Linked DNA regions of Gossypium hirsutum: regions 1 and 2 are each linked to region 3. A link is a contact called in public Hi-C data. All regions are on one chromosome and are shown on one strand. The core of a region is the stretch at or near the end of the contact, and the rest is flanking DNA. Distances in the headings are between cores, read along the strand shown. Region 1 holds the start of LOC107960995 (homeobox-leucine zipper protein HOX3). Region 2 holds the start of LOC107959937 (sulfhydryl oxidase 2). Region 3 holds the start of LOC107960996.

Region 1 (3,380 bases), core at 98-2,597, 150 kb after region 3:
AATTTTAAAATATAAAAATTACCACCCCTAATTATAATTACTTAAAAGTAAAGGTACCATAAATACATAATATATATCTTTAAATTATTATTTATTTCCTTTTTCACTTTACATTAATGTTCAAACTTTGGCGTTATAGTTTCCTCGGAACTTTTCAATCAAATAAAATAGCATTAAATTCCTCACTAATCCCTTGCAATTCTTTTTTTTTGGTCAAATAAACTTAATTTTTAAATTAAATCATATTAATTGAATAATCAGCGAAATTTTAATACTCGACAAGTAAAATTAAGAAAATGGCATTTATTTTTTATTTTTTTTAATTTTGTGTAAAACCAGACTAAAAGATATTAAAAGTTTATAAGGTAATATCTAGGAATATAATGCCCCTTCCGATATCTTCTTTTAAAATTCCTTTAATATCTAAAGACGAGACCTCAAAAAAACATAGCTCTTCCTTGTTCGCAAAAATCATTTTAACTAATGTATTGTTGTGTCTAGGAATATAGAGGACAAATCACTTTTATTCATGCTATACAAACAAGAGATGATATGAGTAAATTTAATAATAATAATAAATTCTTAAAATTTAAAATAAATCATATTTATATCTTAACCGGAAGTAAGGTCAGCAATCAGCATTAAAGAAGATAAAAAAGAATGAAAAATGTCAAAATGTGATAATTATTGAATCCAATATTATATAAATAATCATACTCAACTTACATCCATCTTTTATAATATTTTATTTCTTTTTATATAAATCTAAGAATAAAAATAGAATCAAATTTGGACTGCCCTGCCCCATTCCTAGATCAGACCCAATTATTTCATCACCTGACCTTTCAACCCACAGACAGACTCACCACTGATTAACAGAAAACCTGCCGGTTATTCTCCTACAACCCTCCTAGATTTTCCATCCTCTTGACACGTGTCTCACATCACATGGGTCAAAGCCTTTGACCTCACCACCACAGTCAATAGGGCTATTTCTTTACCACTTCCTCTCTCATTTGCTTTCTTTATATTAAAAATTATTTTCTTCATGTATATTTATTTCGTAACACTAAATTTTGATAATATTCATAGATGAAATTATTTAAAAATAAAAATAGAAATTAATATAATTTTTATAATTAAATCTAAGTAATTTAAATTATTAAATATTAAATATTAAATCTAGTCATAAATGATCATCAATTCTTATTTTAATTCTTATTGTTTCCTTATTGGAAAACCATTTTTTTTCCCATTTATTATATGTATTTATTATGACTTTGACCTTTATATCTATCACACACCCTAATCTTCCTTCTCCTTCATTTCATTTCCTTTCATATTCTTCTCTTCTATATATAAATACATATCCTTATTTATTATTATTTTTTTTTTAAAAAAACTTTACCTTTTACCTTTCTTCTTCAGCAAATTTCATGGCGTTTTCTTCTTCTAACTTGGACTTAACTATATCAGTTCCTTCTTCCGGTACGCAAAAAAAAAAAAAAAACAAAACCCTCAATCCCCTCGAAAATCCCATGTTTTTTCCCCCAATGAAATAGTCTGTTTTTTGTTTTCTATTTGATCTGATGTTGTTCATGCTTGATGAAGAATTGATTTTGCTTCAAATTTTCGTGTTTTCTTTTTACAGCGAGAGATTTGGATATGAACCGATTACCATCGCCAGGATCCGATGATGAATGGATCGCCTCCACCATGGAAGTCGTCGTCGACGAAGAAAACACCACCAATGACGGCGTCGTTCCTCGCAAAAAGCTTCGTCTTTCGAAAGAACAGTCTCGTTTGCTCGAAGAAAGTTTCAGGCAGAACCATACCCTAAACCCTGTATGTGTAATAAAATCATCAAAACACCAAAAAAAAAACTACATAAATAAATTCAGTTTATTTTGATATTCCTTTGTTTTTTTTCAGAGGCAGAAAGAAGCATTGGCTTCAGAACTCAAGCTTCGGCCCCGACAAGTTGAAGTTTGGTTCCAGAATCGTCGAGCCAGGTACTGTTCACATATGTATATATTGATTGAAATTAAATTATAAAATATCTGGGTTTTTATTATTTTGGTTTAGTGGGTGGGATTAAAAGTAGATTAGGGTAAATATCATCAAAACGTTGACAAGAATATCATAAAGTATATAATCTGAATCAGATTCTACACATATTCTTTTTTTTTTTCGTACACTAATAATTTAAAGATAGAAAGTGAAACTATATGTTTTCCATTTTTCTTTTAAAAATAAAAAACCAAACAAATTATTTTCAAAGTTTTAGTTATTATGGATATGATATTTTATGATTACGGGTTGTTTTCTTTGTCTTTTCCTCGACAAACTATTGTCTTTGGAAGTTGATATATCACTTTCGTTCTTATAATCATGAACTCAAATACCAGTTGTAATGCAATATTTATTTTGTGAGTTATAACATTTATTGTATCTGTGATTACATAAAAACATAGGTTATAAATTTGATTCTAGAGAGAAAGTTAGAACTATTGGTAATTTGCCAATTTGGTGCTATCAAAGGAAGTTGATGTTATATACAGATGAAAGGGTTATAATTTGTATTTTGTATTTTAAAATATTTAAAAGAGAAAAGAAACTTAAAATAATAAATAATTCTTTAACTAAAAGGACAAAAAAACCGACAAGTAAATGAACATAATTATGAAAAATGAATGATTTGGCTCGATTTCATGCATGAGATGATACAACTTTTTAGGATCAAAACAATGATGGTCGTGGTTCTTAAAACATCAAATATATAACAATCATAACGCCAATTGAGAGTATTGCATGTCTCTTTTATAATAACATATTGATATATAATTTGTCACCTTTTTACCTTGTATAATAAAATGTTATGAGGATTAATAAAGTGCTGCATTGATCCATCATTCTTTGGACATAGCCATGCATTGATGAATGATTACATACGTGTATTATATTATTGAATGAAATTAAACGCTGTTTTCTTTTGATTTATTGCTACATTATATTGTAGTATTCTCTTTAATAAGTCAATAAATGCGTTTTATTTATAAATTATGAATAAAATCCAAGTTTGAATTCCTTTGCTCTCCTTTGGAAATTATAAAGATAATTACGAAATGTTTTTACTTATTTAAGAGCTTTATATTGCCCATACTTCCCTCTCTCTTTCTTTTTTTAAAATTCGTAATTAACCTACTCATGTTTTTTCAAGCGCATTTAATACATATATATTTCTTTAAATTAAGAAAATAAGTCAAGAAATTTAATGTACCCATTCAAAACCTAAATTATATCTGTTTCAAAGATAGGTTGGCTACCTTTGTGTGTATATATATAATCACGTAAGCATGACATGAAAAATTTAAAAATAA
Region 2 (3,256 bases), core at 399-2,898, 200 kb after region 3:
CTCATATCTCACGCATTATGATATTTAAGAATACGAACATGAACTTTAAAACACCAATTCTCTATCTAGTATAAAAATGTGAAAAGCCATCCCTCTAATTCTTAAATTCCAGCAATTATATATTATAATACAAATGCATTCAATTATATACAAAGAAAACTGAAAAAGGTTAAAATAACCGACTTTGTTCGGTGAACAAAAAGGGACATTCAATTTCCTACATAGTGATCCATCTAATTCTTAAAATCGAGCAATTATACGTTATAATATGATGCATTCAATTATATGGAAAGGAAACTCGTAAAGATTCAATATATCCATGTCTACAATTTTAAACGTTTATTAACTTAAAAAAAAAAAAGAGCATGGAGTGAAAAAGTGAAAAGAATATAAATTTTGAGTGTACTTAGCAGGAAAGAAAATAGGAGAGATGATCATTTCTATCCTAATGGATAATACCCAATCCTTCCAAATTGGAATGTGATGAGAGAAAATGAGAGCCAGGTGTATGTTAGTTCAAAATTATATATTTTTCAAATATTTTATTTTCTTTTCATGGAAAGAATTCTTTCAAATTTTCCTTTACTATTCCTTTCGTAACACGCACACTTATGGAAAGAAATATTATATTTTCTATCGTTCTATTTTTTCTACTCTTCAATTTCTCATCTTTCCAATTTTCTTTACATCCTAACAGGCAAAATCTTAGGAACCAAACCAAAATCCATTTATAATGAACCTAGCCAAACTGAACCAAACTACAATTGTTTGGATCGGCTTGATTCATCTTTTTCCAAAATTTAAAAAATTGTATTAAATTTTATTTTCCACTAACTTAAAAATAAAATAAAATATTCAATAAAAAATATAATTAGGCTTTGAGTACGTTTTTGTTTTTACTTTCGAAACTAAAACGAACTTAACCGAATAGGTTTAAATTAGTATCTGAACGAAATCGAATGGAACTAATAAAAGCCAAACCAAAACTGTTCCTAACACTACGGTTCAAAATCGGTTTCGGTTTGTTTGTTTGTTTGTTTGCTCATGCTCAGCTGTACCGGTCTTCACCACGACAACCAAATTTCAGGCTAATTTTCAGCATATTAAGTTTTGATCAAGTAAATAAATAAAATAAAATAAAAAATTTCTTCCACAGTCAACACGGTCAACTACAAAGAACTATGAAAATTGAGCATATTCTTCGTTTCTAAAAGCTCAAGATTTAGAACAGTTGGTTAGCTAAGAATGGATGATTACTAAAAAAAGTACTAACCAGTGAGCGAAGAATTCGACTATAGCATAAGTAGCAGGAGTGTCCTTGAGAACTCCATCGAAATTCGTGGCGTTCAGTTCAACGCCATAATCCTTCGGATCACTACCACCGCCGCCGCTGCCAATCTCTCGAAGCACCGTCCTCGATCCCGATTGCAACGACGTCGCTTTTAAGATCCAAAGGTTCAAAATCAGAATCCAATACACATGAGACATCAGAAATAGGGAGAAAAAGAAAACTGAATATGTTTTATGTTTTCTTTCCCTTTTTAGTTTTTAAAGCTTCATCTGAATCGAAATGAAAAGCCCTTTCTTTACGACGTTTTTGACCTTTTTGTAGGATATTAAAATTTTAAAAATATATAAGCTATAAATCTGTTCCACTCCCTCTACTATTATGTCTCTTTAATTTTAATTCCAAATATTTAATCCTCTACTTGCCTTATTTGAAACCTGAAGTCCAATCTAAAGGAGTGTTATCAATTATACTGACAAGTAGAGGGATCAAATTTTTAAAATCAAAAAGTAAAGAGACTAAATTTTAGAAATCCAAAAAGTGTAGGGACTGAGATCATAGTTAGATTCAATATAAAACAAATAAGGAAAGATCTAAGTTGAAGAGTTCGGTGTTTAGGAGACAAGGTAAGGTTGAGCTGAATTAAATTTTTGTAAGTAATTTGTTTTTTTTTTCGTAATTTAATTGCGTTCCTAAAATATATTTTATAAAATTTTAATAATTCAATTAGATACCTTTAATATAGGGATAATATAATTTCTGGCTCTTAAACTTTGTAACTAAGTTCACTTTAGTATTTATACTTTTTTGGTCAACTTTTGTTTTTGAACTTAGCAACTAGATCCATTTTTATCCCTAAACTTAGATTCTGTTAAAATTTAATGATGTTACTAGTGTTATCAGATCAAATGGGCAGAGAACTAATCGATGTAATCCAACAAAGGGGTTGAACCGATTGACTTAGAAACTGCTTGAAATTGGTAAAATTTAAAAGTTGTGTATGAGTATTGAATTTTTTATTTAATTATTGTTGATCTCGCATTCAAACCGTTCAAATTGGTTGAATGTTTGATCTGTTCGACGATCAGTCCAATTGTTAAAACATTAAATGTGGCATTAAGATTATACCACATCATCACTTGATCATTAAAATTTTTATATTTTTCAAATTTAGAGACCAAAATTAACCTAATTGTCAAATTCAAATGCCAAAGTGGACCAAAAAAGTACAGGCACCAGAGTGAACTTGGTTGCCAAGTTCAAGAGCCAAAGATTATATTATCCCTTAATATATCTATTTTTCGAAACTCGTGCTTAGTTAATAAAAAAGATAAATTATAACATTAGTCAATTAATTATGGGTAAGTTTTTATTTCGATCAATAAACTTTGAAAATTTACAATTTGGTCACTAATGTTTTCAATTTTTTTGTCACTCAACTGTTAAGTGATTAATTTCTTAGTTGGTATAATAACAATTTTAGTCTTTAACTTTTATACTTTCTATCAATTCTATATAAAATGATAAAAATTGAAAGTGTTTTAAAATTTTTAAAAATTCTAAAAATTAAATAAAAATATATAAAAATGAGGGAAATTGTTTTTCATTATAAGAAAAGAAAAAGAAAAATATTTGAAATATAAATTGTTTCATATGATTTGGGTTTTGAAAATAATTAAATGAATTAAAATTTTGAATTGAATTTGAAAATGAAATTTTTTTGGTATTTTTTATTTTTTATTATTAAAGGTTGGTATAAAAATTAATTTTGTAAGTCTCTATAATATCAATCTTGTAAATTTTTTTAACAACAAGAAATTCGACTTGAAAATGATACTAGATAGTTTGTTTACCGGTGTGATGCACAATAAGATTATGTATATCTAATAAAATGTATTAAAAATATTTTAAAATTGAAGCAGAATTGTATAAAATAAAAATTATAATAACATAAAAGCTTCGTTAGTT
Region 3 (3,587 bases), core at 1,022-3,521:
AGAAATGGGCTGTTTATGGACAATTAATCACAAATAAGATCCTTCACAAAGGAAAGGAATTTAATAAGCCTCACATATTTTAATAATGTATTTACTTTCAGGGATGGATATGGTTTAATTCACAAAGTTTATATCTTTTTATCAAATCAACTCTAAAACTTGAATTAAATACTAAAAAGTTAACCTCTTTATATTTAGGATACCAAAACATATAAAAGTACCAAATTAAATCCAAAAAAATAACACAAATACTACTTAGAAAGAAAAACAAATTTAGGTATAAATTATAAATTAAGCTTATTTGGTTTTTACATAATATAAATCTATGTTGAATTTAAATATAAAAAAAATCAAAACTAAATATTTAAAATTGATATGCAATATTTCACTATCAAAAAAAAAAGGAAAGAAAAAGGTAGATGAATAACAAAAACTCCTTTAAAGAGTGTTGAAGCTGGCTTTGAATGCCAGACTGAGCTGAGCCCATAATCTGCAATATATTATCAATTTCGTCCCCCTTAAGGTATTATCACCTATGACACGTCGCAAAAATCATAAATTTTTAGAAACTATAATTAAAAATTTTATTTAAAAAAAGATTTATTAATAATTAAGGATTAAAATTACGATTATTTCATTTAGCCAAAGGCGTCAAGTTGTACCCTATCCCACTTCCAACCAAATAAATTAAATTAATCGATCCCTTTTTTTCATAAATAAAAAATTGGATTAAATCAAATTAAATTAACGAATAATTGAATTTTTTCCTCAATTATTAACTGAATAAAAAAAAGGGTTTCAGTCAATTAAATCAGTTTAACCGAAACCCTATAAATGGTTACTAAAATAATCAAATCTACTGGCGTATAGGTGGCGAATATTGATTAGGCATAGGAGAATATCCAGACACTCAATTGAAGACAAATTCCTGTCTCATTCCCATCTTCTCCTTCTTCTTCTTCATCATCTTTCTGTTCCTGTTTTTCTCTTATTTTCTTAATGAAAATTATACTTTTTTTCTGAGGGATAAAAATTTAGCTCCTCGGCTGCATCTTCAATCCTTTCACTTCTCTTCTCAGCTTGCCCCACATCTTCCCAGGTACTTCCATACATACACATATATACACATGCATCCACACACATGTTTCTTGATAGTAATCATGATAATGATGCATACATACAGTGTATTTGTTTTTTGATTCTCGGGAATGATGTTGTTTTCCATTTTCTTGATGTGGGGTTGCTTCTTTTGCTTGTATCTTGGGAACCCATTTCTGGTTTTTTTGCCCCTGGATTTTGATGCTTGCGAATTCCTGGGAAATCATGGATACGGTTTTGAATGGTTATGTTTGTTATTAAGATTTGGGTTTGCTTCAAGCAGACTGTTAATGATTTGAATTTAATTGGCCGAGGTTTTTGATTAGCTATCTAAAACTAGTTCTTAGGGAGTATTTGAAATCAAAAGGCTTTTCTTCAAAGCCGCTGGATTCTTAATGGATAAATCACAATTTGGCATTGGAAGTTGCTGAATGCACAATTTGGTGGTTTATGATGGGTTTTTCACAGGCTAGATCATATGCTTAAAATTGTTGGAAGAAATATATTATGAGAGTATTATATGTTATTCAGACTAGGGTATGATATTGGATACAGGTATGTAAGAGTATGTTCAATTTTTTAAAGTTTCTTCGTATATTCGGAGGATCATTCATGTGTAGATTGCTATTCTGGTTGAACTTTCAGATGCTGCTTTATTAACTGCATAGATTGACATCGTTCGCTAAATGTTTGCGTTTATTTCCCAATGAAAGCCATACAATGAATAGGTTCTTTATAACTGATCTTCTTTTGGCGTTCAATAAACTAATATCTATCAAACTATACCTCCCATTAATTCATAGGACAATTCTAATTCTTCAAATTGGTGTTATTAGAAGCCTTATTATATGCTTAACTTGTTGAACATGAATTCAATATATATCTATGTTACTCGGACTTGTTGTGAGTGTCAGATCGGATATGCTTTAATTTTTTTCTAATTTTTCCATTATTTGGAGGGTACTATTCCTATACGCATACCCAAATTAGCGTAAGAGTATCAAACATAAGTACTTAAAGAAAAATGAAGAGTGTCATATATTAGCACTTGATCCCAACATTGCTTCTTTGTACACAGGTTAGCACAAAAATTGCACCTTACGCTCTTCTTCCAACCATTGCCAGCAAGTTTTTGCTGGCAGCTAAAACTTTTTTCGCTTTCTTTCGAGGATCATGAGTCCCAATGCACTAAGACATAGTAAAGCCTTAGAGGGTTTGCATGGGGTGCAAGTGTTTCCTCATTCACAATCTGCATTAGAGGAGATTAACCAACAAGGGGATTTCCAATCCAGTCATGATAAATCATTCATTACAGCAAATCAACCACTATTGATGCAGTAAGTTAAAGCAATAAATATCTATTAGTGTTGATCTGTTTAAATCTTATCTTATCAATTTATTTCTAGAAAGCCTCGTGAATGCACTAGTTTTGCCTGTGATTTCAATATAATATACTTGCTTAAACCTGTTTTTCAGGGTATGGCAACAGAGACCAGCTTGTTTAAGGCCTGTAAGATGTTGTATGCAAGGTATGGCAATAAGTACTAATGACATTCATTTTTCTCGAAGTAATTGTGACTGACTTGTTTTTGGACATGGCTATAGGGCTATGATCCTTTCAAGGAGCCTCCAAATACAAGAAAAAACTTAGAAAAAATCTAATATGCTTTTCTTAGACACATACCGTTTCTGACCCTCATACTTAAATTCGAGAAAAACAGTTTAAGAGTGTATGTCTTGGCTCTCAATTTTGCTATCTAAGATTCTTTGCCTATGCTAATCTTTGAAAAATTTGTTACGGGACCAGAATCTTGTGGAGACAGTTGCCAATGTGTTGACATCACTCCCCTTTATTGCTCTTGGGATCCAGGCCCCTAGGTAATATTCTCTCTAATTTGCATCATAAAAAGGATATCAATCTACCAATCTATTAATTTGCTTCTTAAAAAAGATACCAATCTATTTAATTTGCTTCTACAGTCCTCTTTAAAGCATCTGTGTTTGATATCTATGTCCGATATACTTCGAGATACGGGCATGGTTGAAAAAAGGGACCAGATTGATTCAATGGGTTGATCGGGAAGCGATTAGTCCGGCAATTCAACCATATAAATTAAACCAGAAAATTAGTGAACAGCACAGAATCAGTAAAAAATCGAAAACTGGGAATTGGAAAAAATGGGTACTAACCGGATTTTCTGGCTTTATTAATTTGGGATATTTTTCAACAAAAGAATTTGGCTTTTTTATTATGTTTCAGTTCATTTTCATCGTAGATTCTTTTTTTCCTTTTTTTTTCTTTTTTTTTTTATAAATATATGTTTCTTATTCTTCTATACTTTTTATGAAATCATCTTTTATTATTAATTTATGTTTTCTACTTTTTCTTGATAGTTGAATATCCGGGTTGAACCTGAAATTGGAGGTCTAACTGGTTGGTTGTTCAACCATGGGTATCACCATATGGGTGTGAGGATATGATTTTTCCA

The links. A called contact is a pair of places that touch in the nucleus more often than the background predicts.
Region 1: a contact with region 3 is called in a Hi-C map of hypocotyl, with 2.5 times the contacts expected there. The contact joins the promoter of LOC107960995 here to the promoter of LOC107960996 in region 3. A contact is called at or near these places in 2 of 34 Hi-C or Micro-C datasets (hypocotyl and leaf).
Region 2: a Hi-C map of leaf shows a contact between it and region 3, with 4 times the contacts expected there. The contact joins the promoter of LOC107959937 here to the promoter of LOC107960996 in region 3. A contact is called at or near these places in 12 of 34 Hi-C or Micro-C datasets (anther, callus, hypocotyl and 3 more).

Annotation. Positions count from the first base shown.
Region 1 is chrA05:48,955,189-48,958,568 of Gossypium_hirsutum_v2.1, forward strand. It overlaps LOC107960995 (homeobox-leucine zipper protein HOX3), which reads left to right and starts at 1,348. Exons shown (of 4, transcript XM_041112580.1): 1 at 1,348-1,488; 2 at 1,652-1,845; 3 at 1,933-2,012. The coding sequence starts at 1,437.
Region 2 is chrA05:49,007,581-49,010,836 of Gossypium_hirsutum_v2.1, forward strand. It overlaps LOC107959937 (sulfhydryl oxidase 2), which reads right to left and starts at 1,649. Exons shown (of 12, transcript XM_016896108.2): 1 at 1,274-1,649. The coding sequence starts at 1,488.
Region 3 is chrA05:48,807,362-48,810,948 of Gossypium_hirsutum_v2.1, forward strand. LOC107960996 reads left to right here and starts at 2,272. Exons shown (of 6, transcript XM_016897240.2): 1 at 2,272-2,435; 2 at 2,575-2,608; 3 at 2,906-2,976. The coding sequence starts at 2,272.